Linked DNA regions of Astyanax mexicanus: region 2 is linked to region 1. Evidence: chromatin contacts called from public Hi-C data. All regions are on one chromosome and are shown on one strand. Each heading gives the region's core, a stretch centred on a gene start, on an enhancer-like site or on the middle of the called end of the contact. The rest is flanking DNA. Distances are from core to core; before and after follow the strand shown. Region 1 holds the start of alpk1 (alpha-kinase 1). Region 2 holds the start of LOC103022296 (caspase activity and apoptosis inhibitor 1).

The links. A called contact is a pair of places that touch in the nucleus more often than the background predicts.
Region 2: a contact with region 1 is called in a Hi-C map of muscle, with 12 times the contacts expected there. The contact joins the promoter of LOC103022296 here to the promoter of alpk1 in region 1. A contact is called at or near these places in 2 of 3 Hi-C or Micro-C datasets (both in muscle).

The regions. Positions count from the first base shown.
Region 1 is chr25:159,280-163,934 of AstMex3_surface, forward strand. alpk1 (alpha-kinase 1) reads right to left here and starts at 2,797. Exons shown (of 14, transcript XM_022668600.2): 1 at 2,516-2,797; 2 at 1,346-1,485; 3 at 417-571. The coding sequence starts at 1,445. The region is part of intron 1 of apbb2b (amyloid beta (A4) precursor protein-binding, family B, member 2b); the gene reads right to left. trnar-ucu (transfer RNA arginine (anticodon UCU)) reads left to right here and starts at 3,962; the gene lies at 3,962-4,052.
Region 2 is chr25:460,875-465,529 of AstMex3_surface, forward strand. It overlaps LOC103022296 (caspase activity and apoptosis inhibitor 1), which reads right to left and starts at 1,884. Exons shown (of 6, transcript XM_007235526.4): 1 at 1,569-1,884; 2 at 524-721. The coding sequence starts at 1,667. LOC125787702 (zinc finger protein 501-like) reads right to left here. Exons shown (of 3, transcript XM_049472317.1): 3 at 2,181-2,247. The coding sequence ends at 2,196. It overlaps LOC103022913 (zinc finger protein 239), which reads left to right and starts at 3,191. Exons shown (of 3, transcript XM_022668609.2): 1 at 3,191-3,224.

The DNA of each region.
Region 1 (4,655 bases), core at 1,547-4,046:
GAAAGCTCTGCATCTTTTTTGTTATTTCAGTCATTTCTCATTTTCTGTAAATAAATGCTCTAAATGAGAATATTTTTATTTGGAATTTGGGAGAAATGTTGTCTGTAGTTTATAGAATAAAACAACAATGTTCATTTATTTCAACATTATTTTATATTACTGACAAAATGTGATAAAATCTTATGATCAGTTTGTAGAGTTTGGTTCCATAATTTAAAAAAAACATGATTTTTCTGTGCTAGTTCTGACTACTGCGCCTGCGCTGATCTCCACATCTGCTCTCGGCACAACCGGTGATCTGATTGGCTCTTTTTGTTGTAGGGCGGAGCTTTATCTTCAAACAGATGCTGAATCTGAATATAAAATTACAGTGTACAGATAACAGAAGTGATGCCCCGCCCCCTGGTTTTTATTACCATTAGCTGGGGCAGGTTGTGGCTGACGAGGTCCTTGGTGTTCACTTTATCTTCTGGCGTAACCGAACTCTTGTACTGCCATTTCTCCTCCACAAACGGCCACCTCATCTCCACCGCCTCCCCCAGCAGAGTCCTCAGCTCAGCCGAGAGATCAGCTACACATAATCACAGTGCAGAAATCACAGGTTACACAGGGAATAATCACAGGCACCCTGACCAGCAAGCTGAACATCTCTAGATAACACCAGAACTGCAGTGTGTTCTTCCCCAGGAACTTCTGACTGTTCTGAAAAAATCTACTCTCCTCCATCTCCTCACAATAATACAGGAAAATACCAGCTTTAAAAAATATTAAATCATGATTTTAACCTTAATATAATGATCAGTGCTGGGTGATATACTGATTCAGCACAAGTAATAAAACTCCCTGAAACTCTGGATACGAGCTTCAGTTACTAAAGCCCTGTTTAAATATATTAATACTGTAGCTGGAAGGATAATATTAATATACATACTGAACTGAATTTATTTGTGAACTGGTGAAAGAAGGGAATTCTTACACACTGCTTTTGGATAACTTTATGCTGCTTTACTCCTGGTGTAAAAATTCAAGCAGTTCAGTTTGGTGGTTTGATGGCTTGTGATCATCCATCTTCCTCTTGATTATATTCCAGAGGTTTTATATTTGGTAAAATCAAAGAAACTCATTATTTTAAGTGCTCTCTTATTTTTTCCAGAGCTGTATATTATGGTCATACCGCCCAAATAATAGTCATTATTAAAAGCTCAGTCTTAAGGGAACAAGGTGCGAGTAATCACAGAATTCGGTTGTGATTAATCTGATTAAATATATATTTTATTAACTGACATCACTTTTTTTATTATAGAATTAGAAGTGTGATCTGTAGGTCAGTGTTGTGGGTCGGTACCTCGGTTTGTTCTGTGGGTTTCTGAGTCCGGTTCTGTTCTCTGTGTTTCTGCCAAACGCAGACACTCCTCCAGCAGAGCGCTCACATCCGGAGCGTTCATATTCAAATCCTGATCCTGATCCGGTTCAGCAGCTCAGCCTCTGTAAAATAAAGGGTTACTGGTGTGAATGTAGTAATTTAATGCAGGCTGTTAATCTGTTCAGATTTTAGGTCTGAAACTTGGTCTTAAAATATAAAATTATGTAATATATTTTACTGTTAGAACAGTTGTACTGTGTTGTTTTGGTGCTTCAGCTGAATAAACTCTGAAGCCTAGTTTCAGAAGTGTTTACAGGTGTAAACCCTCCTGTTGTCAAGTCAAGTCATTATCAACCGCTTCATCCATTAAGGGTCGCGGGGGGGTGCTGGAGCCTATCCCAGCTGGCATCGGGCAGAAGGCAGGATACACCCTGGACAGGCTGCCAATCCATCGCAGGGCAGACAACCCTCCTGTTGTAAATAAGGTAATTTATGTAATATACAGGTACCGATACGATGATAATTAATTTAAAGTAGAGTCACTGGCAGCTATTTCCTAACTTTACATCTGTTTCTCCAGTTTTACTGCCTGATCATTAGGAGTAAATTTGTTTCTACTACTATTAACATGGCGGCGCTTTGATGCCGCTGTAGAGTAAACACACGTGACTGAAAACCACCAATAAATGAACAGAAGGCTATAATAGTCTAATAATAGTGTAATAATGTATAGTTATAGATGTGTGATAATAGTGTAGCAATAGTGTAATAGTGGGTAATTAAGATTCGAAATGTAATAATAGTATAATTATTTTCTAAGCACACATTTTTAGACATATTTAAACTTCTAGAAACTCCCTCACATAAAGTTCTTACACCAAACTGTTATTTATTCACTGCCTGAATAGCAGTATATTTAGAAGATTTTAGGTCTGAAACATAATTTAATAATATATTTACTGTTAGAAGAGTCAGTCTGTGTTGTTTTGGTGCCTCAGCTGTAATGTAATACATTCGGAAGGTTTTAAAACCTAGTTTCAGAAGTGTTTACAGGTGTAATAAAGTTATGAGGCTGAAAGCAGCAGAAACGGTATTTTATCTTGTTGTAATCAGGTGGTATTGATTATTTATCAGTATTAATCAGTGTTTTACCTCAGACTGAAGAGCTGGACTCTCCTGTAAGGCAGCAGATCTGCTGGAGGAGCTGGAGGAGGAGATTTAAAGGTAGCGTTATTTTCACTCTGTTGTGAAACTCTGGGAACTCCATACTCACGTGTGCATGTGTGTGTGTGTGTGTGTGTGTGTGTGTGTGTGTATGTGTGTGTGTGTTTGCATTTAAGGTAGCACTCTATTTCAGATAAGTATGAGTTTGAAGTTGATGCTCAGCTCTTTACGTAACTCGCCATTCCACCTTATATGCTGGGATTTCCGCCGGAAGGGGGAGAAAACAAAGTAACTACAGTGCACGTGCGGCATTACCACAGACTGTATACAGAGGAGACTGTCCACTCTAACGCTCTGACCAACCAATCAGCTCACAGCAGCAGAACGCTAACGCTCTGACCAACCAATCAGCTCACAGCAGCAGAACTGCAGCGACTTTACTGCATAAAAATGTATAAAAAGTACTTTTTTAGTGAAATACATCATTATTATTAGTTTAGTTAGATATTATTAGTTTATTTTATTAGTTTTTTAATAGTTTTTAGTGTTTATCTCCGCTCACTCCCTTCATTCAGCTCTGCCACTCGAGCGCCCTCTAGCGGTCCGCGGTGATTCTCTGATTTACAGAGGAACAGGTATATATATCTTCAGACAGATATATAATAGATATACAGTAAATAACATTCAATAAATGTTTTATTTATTAATGTAAACGATGAAAAAAACTTAAAACGACCATTATTTAACACTCTCTAAAATTCATCAGCTTTTTTGTAATTAAACTAATTTAAAGGCTTTGAAGGTTTTGAAAAGTTGGGGGTTCTGATTCACTACTTTTAGTTTTTCTATCTGTCTGTCTATCTTTTTTTTTGGTTTTTGTAAAATAATATCTGTCTGTCTGTCTGTCTATAATTCTTTGTGGTTTTGTAAAATATTATCTGTATGTCTATCATTTTTTTTTGTAAAATTATTGCCTCCGTGGCGTTAAAAATGAAAATTGGTGTTTTTCCGCCACCTGCAGGCGGAACGCTGTAACTGCAGCAGCAGCAGCAGCTTTTTAAGGTGGAATGGAGCAGTGGAATTAGCTGCGATCGTTTTTTGCTAAAATACAGAAAACGGAGCGATAATTCTACAGTTAGTAATGTGTATAGTGATTAAACTGTGTTAATTAAGAGTTCTGGCTGCTGTTAATGCTCAGCTGCAGGATATAAACCCACAACAGCGGATAATACTGCTGTGAGAGGTTAGCTTAGCCTGTTAGCTTTAGCGTGTTATCCCCTGCTGCAGCTCAGTGTTAGTAGTTATTGTTTTGTTTATATATTTATATCAGTATTAAAAGCTTCTGAGTAACAGATACTCTCTTAGTATTACAGGATTTAGGTTCTGGCCCGGTTCTGATCTATAAGAGCGCGGCGGGCTAGGGGCGCAACAGGTGGCTCCGTGGCGCAATGGATAGCGCATTGGACTTCTAGGCTTCTCTAGTGCAGCGATTCAAAGGTTGTGGGTTCGAGTCCCACCGGAGTCGAAATTTTAATTCCTCTGATAATTTTAGCTTTTATAAAAAACACACGATTAAATAGTTAAATCAGTTTTCACTGATTTAAAATCACACGGACTCTATTTCTGCCTAAAACATTCAGCCTGAACACACACAGGAGTCAGCATGAGCCGGTTTATAATACGTTTCAATGAGGAAAGCAATAACAAAGCTACTGCGCATGTCTGTTCCTTCGACGCTTCCGGTGGCGCTATTTTTAAAAATACAGCTGTCAACATGAGAGCGCATATTTCACAAATCTCTAAAAAACAGAGCAAATATACGGTCAGAAATTAGTAAAAATTTATCAAACCTCTTTTTCTGATCCTTTTGATAAGGATTTAAGAGGGAAGTTTTTTCCTCTGATTTAACACGCTTATCAGAGGTGATCTACCCAGATGTGATCAGTATCTTGTTGAAACGGAGGCAGTGAAAGCGCGCCGCAGTCTGAGCGCATATAATCACTTTCTCAGTGTAAAATATTTGTTCCTGTAGTAGAGAAGCATCACTATAGTGTTTGGTGAGGTTGGAGCGAGTCAGACTCTATCCAGCACGTACTCTGCATGATTTATAGATCAGAAGGAGGGAGGA
Region 2 (4,655 bases), core at 634-3,133, 300 kb after region 1:
GGTAACGGTAGAGGTTAGAGGTAAGGTCACAGGTATGGTTACAGGTAATGGTAGAGGTAACGGTACAGGTAATGGTACAGGTAATTGTGAAATTAACGGTGCAGGTACTGGTACAGATAAAGGTGCAGGTATTGGTAGAGGTAACGGTACAGGTAACTGTGCAGGTAACTTTAGAGATCATGGTGCAGGTAAAGGTAGAGGTAAATGTACAAATAATGTTGCAGGTAAGGTTACAGTAGAAGTAAAGGTGCAGGTATGATCTATATAGAGCTGGGCGACATAGCTCCCAAAAAAAATCTTTGATTTATTTTTTAAACATCAGACTTTCGATTTTAATCTGTTTTCCCCATACTAAAAACTACAGATGACAAAGAAATGGTTAAAAACGAGTTTTAACAGTATTTGTGTATTTCAGAAAGAAAGGTTACAGAGTGCTGTTTATATATTTATATTAGTTATTGTGAATAATCTAGCTGCAGTTACAGTCTCTGATGCTGAATTGATTATTATAGATTTTAAACACCTTTAACTCGTCCGGCAGCATCTTCCTCAGCTTATTTTCTCCCAGGACTCTGAAGCACTGCTCCAGCATCTCCTGCCGCTCCGAGACGAAGGCGCTTATGGGTTTTAAAGGAACATTCAGGTCCAGCCCACCTTCCTCCACATCACTCGGCTCCTCAGCTGCTTCCATCGGACCATCCGCCTCCTCCTCTTTACGCTCCTTCAACACAAACACACACAGGCTCTACTATAATAACAACAATAATAAACTTTTATTCATTTAGTAAACATCATTAACAATAATGTAAGATAAGAAAATAAATAATGCAACATTGAAACATCTAAAAACAAACTTACAGAATATATACTGCTGTATATAAACTGCAAATAGACCCTGTAAAGCACCTTGCAGCCACGAACTTAAACGTATTTTATTGAGATTTTAAGTGATAGATCAACACAAAGTAGCAGAAAATAGTGAAGTGGAATGAAAATAATATGTGGTTTACAAAACTTTACTCTGACACTCTCTAAATAAAAACCAAGGCAATCAATTCTCTTCTGAATTCTTATCTTAATGAATTAATAGAGTTAATCCAGCTGTGTGTAATTTAGTTTTAGTATAAATACTGATGGCTGTTCTGTTAGACAACACTAGTGAACAAACAGCATCATGAAGACCAAGGAACTCACCAGAATTAGGTCATAAAAACATAAAAAAACAACTTTTGGAAGCCACTGGATGTGTAAATATATATACAGCTTTGGAAAAATTAAGAAACCACTTCAGTTTCTGAATCGGTTTCTCTAATTTTGCTATTTATATGTATATTGCACCAGGAATAAATGTATAAAGTTACCCAAAAGCAGTGCGTAAGACTGATGGAGGAGAACATGATGCCAAGATGCATGGAAACTGTGATTAAAACCAGGGATATTCCACCAAATATTGATTTCTGAACTCTTTAAACGTTATGAATATGAACTTGTTTTCTTTGCATTGTATGTGTATGTATGTTTACTGTCTGAGCTGGTGCTAATGCTAACGCTAGTGTTAGTGTTCTGACCTCAGTGCTCAACTCCGGACTCCTCCTCTTCCTCTCTCCCTCCGCACTGCTCCTCCTCCTCCTCCTCCTCTTCTCCCTGCTCCACCTCCTCTCCCGCATTCTGATATTATATATATTTATCACTAATAATAATAATTATATATATAAACACTGATTAAAACACAGCCCGCTCCGTCCGCTCACACTCCGCCAGCCAATCACCGGCTGCGGGGGGCGGGACCTCCCGACTTACAGCTCCTCATCCAATCACACTGTCCGCCGCTGAGGAGGAGCAGCTGTCAAAATAAAAGTCCTGCAGCGCCGTGAGTGCGAGCTTCTTTCATTGATCCCATTAAACACACATTTATATACACGTTATTTATATATACACACACACATAGATACACTTTATTTATATATACACACACATATATACATTTCATTTGCACACACACATATACACTTAATTTATATTTTTATTTGACTGAAAAAATGTTTTTAAAAAGCATCTCAAATGTAAGTTATGAAAATCACTGGTTTATATTCTACCTGTTAAAAATAAAGAAAAATAAATAAATTCAACCAGTAAAAATAATATATGTATTTATAAAGGTATAAAACAATTAACAATAAGAGTGTGAGGTGTGGTCATCTCCAATTACAACCTGCAATAGTAAAACTGTTCCCACAGTCTGAGCAGCTACATGGTTACTCTCCTGTGTGAACGCGCTGGTGTCGTTGGAGATTACACTGCCGATTAAAACTCTTCTCAAACTCTGAGCACTGATACGGGTTTTCTCCAGTGTGAATGCGCTGGTGTATTTTGAGCTCATTTTGTGTAGTAAAACACTTCTCACACTTTGAGCAGTGATGCGTTTTCTCTCTTTATTTGAATAAAGTTGAGCTCATGAAAATTAACAGTCTTGCTACTAGATATGATAGTGTAAACATTTCGTCTTTAAAGGGTTTTGGAGGATATATATATTTTACTATAAAAAGAGTCAAACTGATACGTGCCCATGGTTTCTCAGTCTGAAATGTAAAAATGTATGTCCGATTCTTAGCATAAAAGGCATAACACATTTATTAACTATTATTTTGCTCAGCCGTTTCACATGTAACCCATGTTCATATAAAACAACTGATCAAAATAATAGTTTATAAATGTTCAATGCTTTTTATACTGAACATTATAATCATTTCCTCAACACAGAATAACATGAACTGTTTCAGAACAGTATAGATAATTATTAAATTATCAATTAGCAGTTTCAGTTCTTTAAAAACGAGCTCTGGGTGTAACTGCAGCATCAGTAGCAGTAATGCTAATGAATCTACTGACCTAAAAACATTTGTTGTAGAAAATTAAAATATCGGGGTCCGTTTTCTTTTCTTAAATAAAAAAAATACTTTGTTTTACTTTGCAAATGAAAAAGAAAACCCCAGACATGTATTTCTACAGTGTTTTAAATGAGAGTTTTAGTTGTTTAGCTCCATTCAGCTTCATGCACTGAGGACTCCCTCGCGGGCTCCCTCTAGCGGTGATGAGGTATAATGTGATATATCGGGGGAGGGGGCGGGGCTCTCTATAACCCGGATGAGGATGAGTTTGGGGGCTCTGTAGATTTGTTTTGCTGCAGCGTCGGAGGAAGAGCAGGATCAGCTGAACTACAGAAGGTATGAAGAAGTTTTTTTATCTCTTTCTTTAACACGCTGTTTCACTTCGACCCACAGAATAAGAGGATCTGAGCTGGATTTATGGTTTTAAGTGTGTTTTAATGTCCGGTGCAGCAGCAGCTCCGTGAAATAGACCACTGCAGTCATGTAGTCTTCGCCACGTTGTTCAGGTCAATGGAAAAAATTAATGGGCTTTTCAAAACAGGTCTCTATTACATTCTCTGGTAAATAAATATGTTCAGAACCCTGTACGTTTTATTCTGTGTACCTTTACCTCCTAAATATCACTGGATCCTCTGAATTACGAGATCGGTTAAGTAATTAGAAAAATGCTAGCGTTTAGCTAATGCTTAACTGAAGTCACAGCACAGCGGCAGGGAATACCAGCGGATCCGATTCGATTTTGTGTTATTTTTCTTCACAGAGGATCATTAAAGCATTTAAAGAGGTGAAAACAGTATCAGTCTGGTCTTGTTAAGCAGTGTAGCCTTTGTTAGAGCTTTAAAAGTCAGATAAGTTAATTAGAAACAGTTATTTGCGGGTTTAGTATTTATTTACGGTAATTAGTTTATACTGTAGCGTCCGACTGGACGCTGAAAGAAGGACCGAGTAGGCAGGTTAAGTCGCTTTATTGCAAACTTAGAACACAGGTCGCTGTTGGCCGCAACCCCGCCGAAAAATAACAAACAGCTAATGCTAACTGGCTAACTCTAGCTCTCAGCTCACACACACATACACGCACACACACACTGAGACCCGCGCTTTCCTGCTTTGCCCCTCCCCCTGCTCCCCCCAATCACAAGCCCAGAACGGAACAGTGAATTAACCGTAAACAAAACATAAACGCAGATTCGCTACAATACTTACAATACTACAATTACAGCACAGCTGATCCAAATAATCAACTAACAACTAACGTTAACTAATCAATTAACTATCTTCCCTCGCTTAGGCGAGCTGAGTAATACAGCAGGACAGAGCTAGCCCAGCTAATTTAGAACCTAAAAGAGTCTAAAAATATTTAACGTAAGAGAACGGTATTCCGTACACAGTTTCGTTATTTTCCGCGTTTGAGTGGATATTACGAAAAATACCCGAGTTCTACTAGGCTGCAGTGATTGGCTAAACTATGGAATATCTGCCTAGCAACCTAAATAAATTTTGATTGGTTACTTTTGTACCAAAAGTTTTAAAGAAAACCCTAAAAAACTGACCTCAGGCCTCTGTCACCAGTGTGCATCTGGAACATTGGCTTGTATTATTTCGTAATGCACAATGGTTTCTATATGAGCTGAATGAATGGGCTTTTCTAAAACTCTCCTCTATCACATTCTGTGGTAAATAAATATAATTAGAATAAGTTTTATTTGTGTAAATTTTTCTCCTGAACATCATTAGGTCCACTTAATACCGGAAACGCTTAGGAGTCGT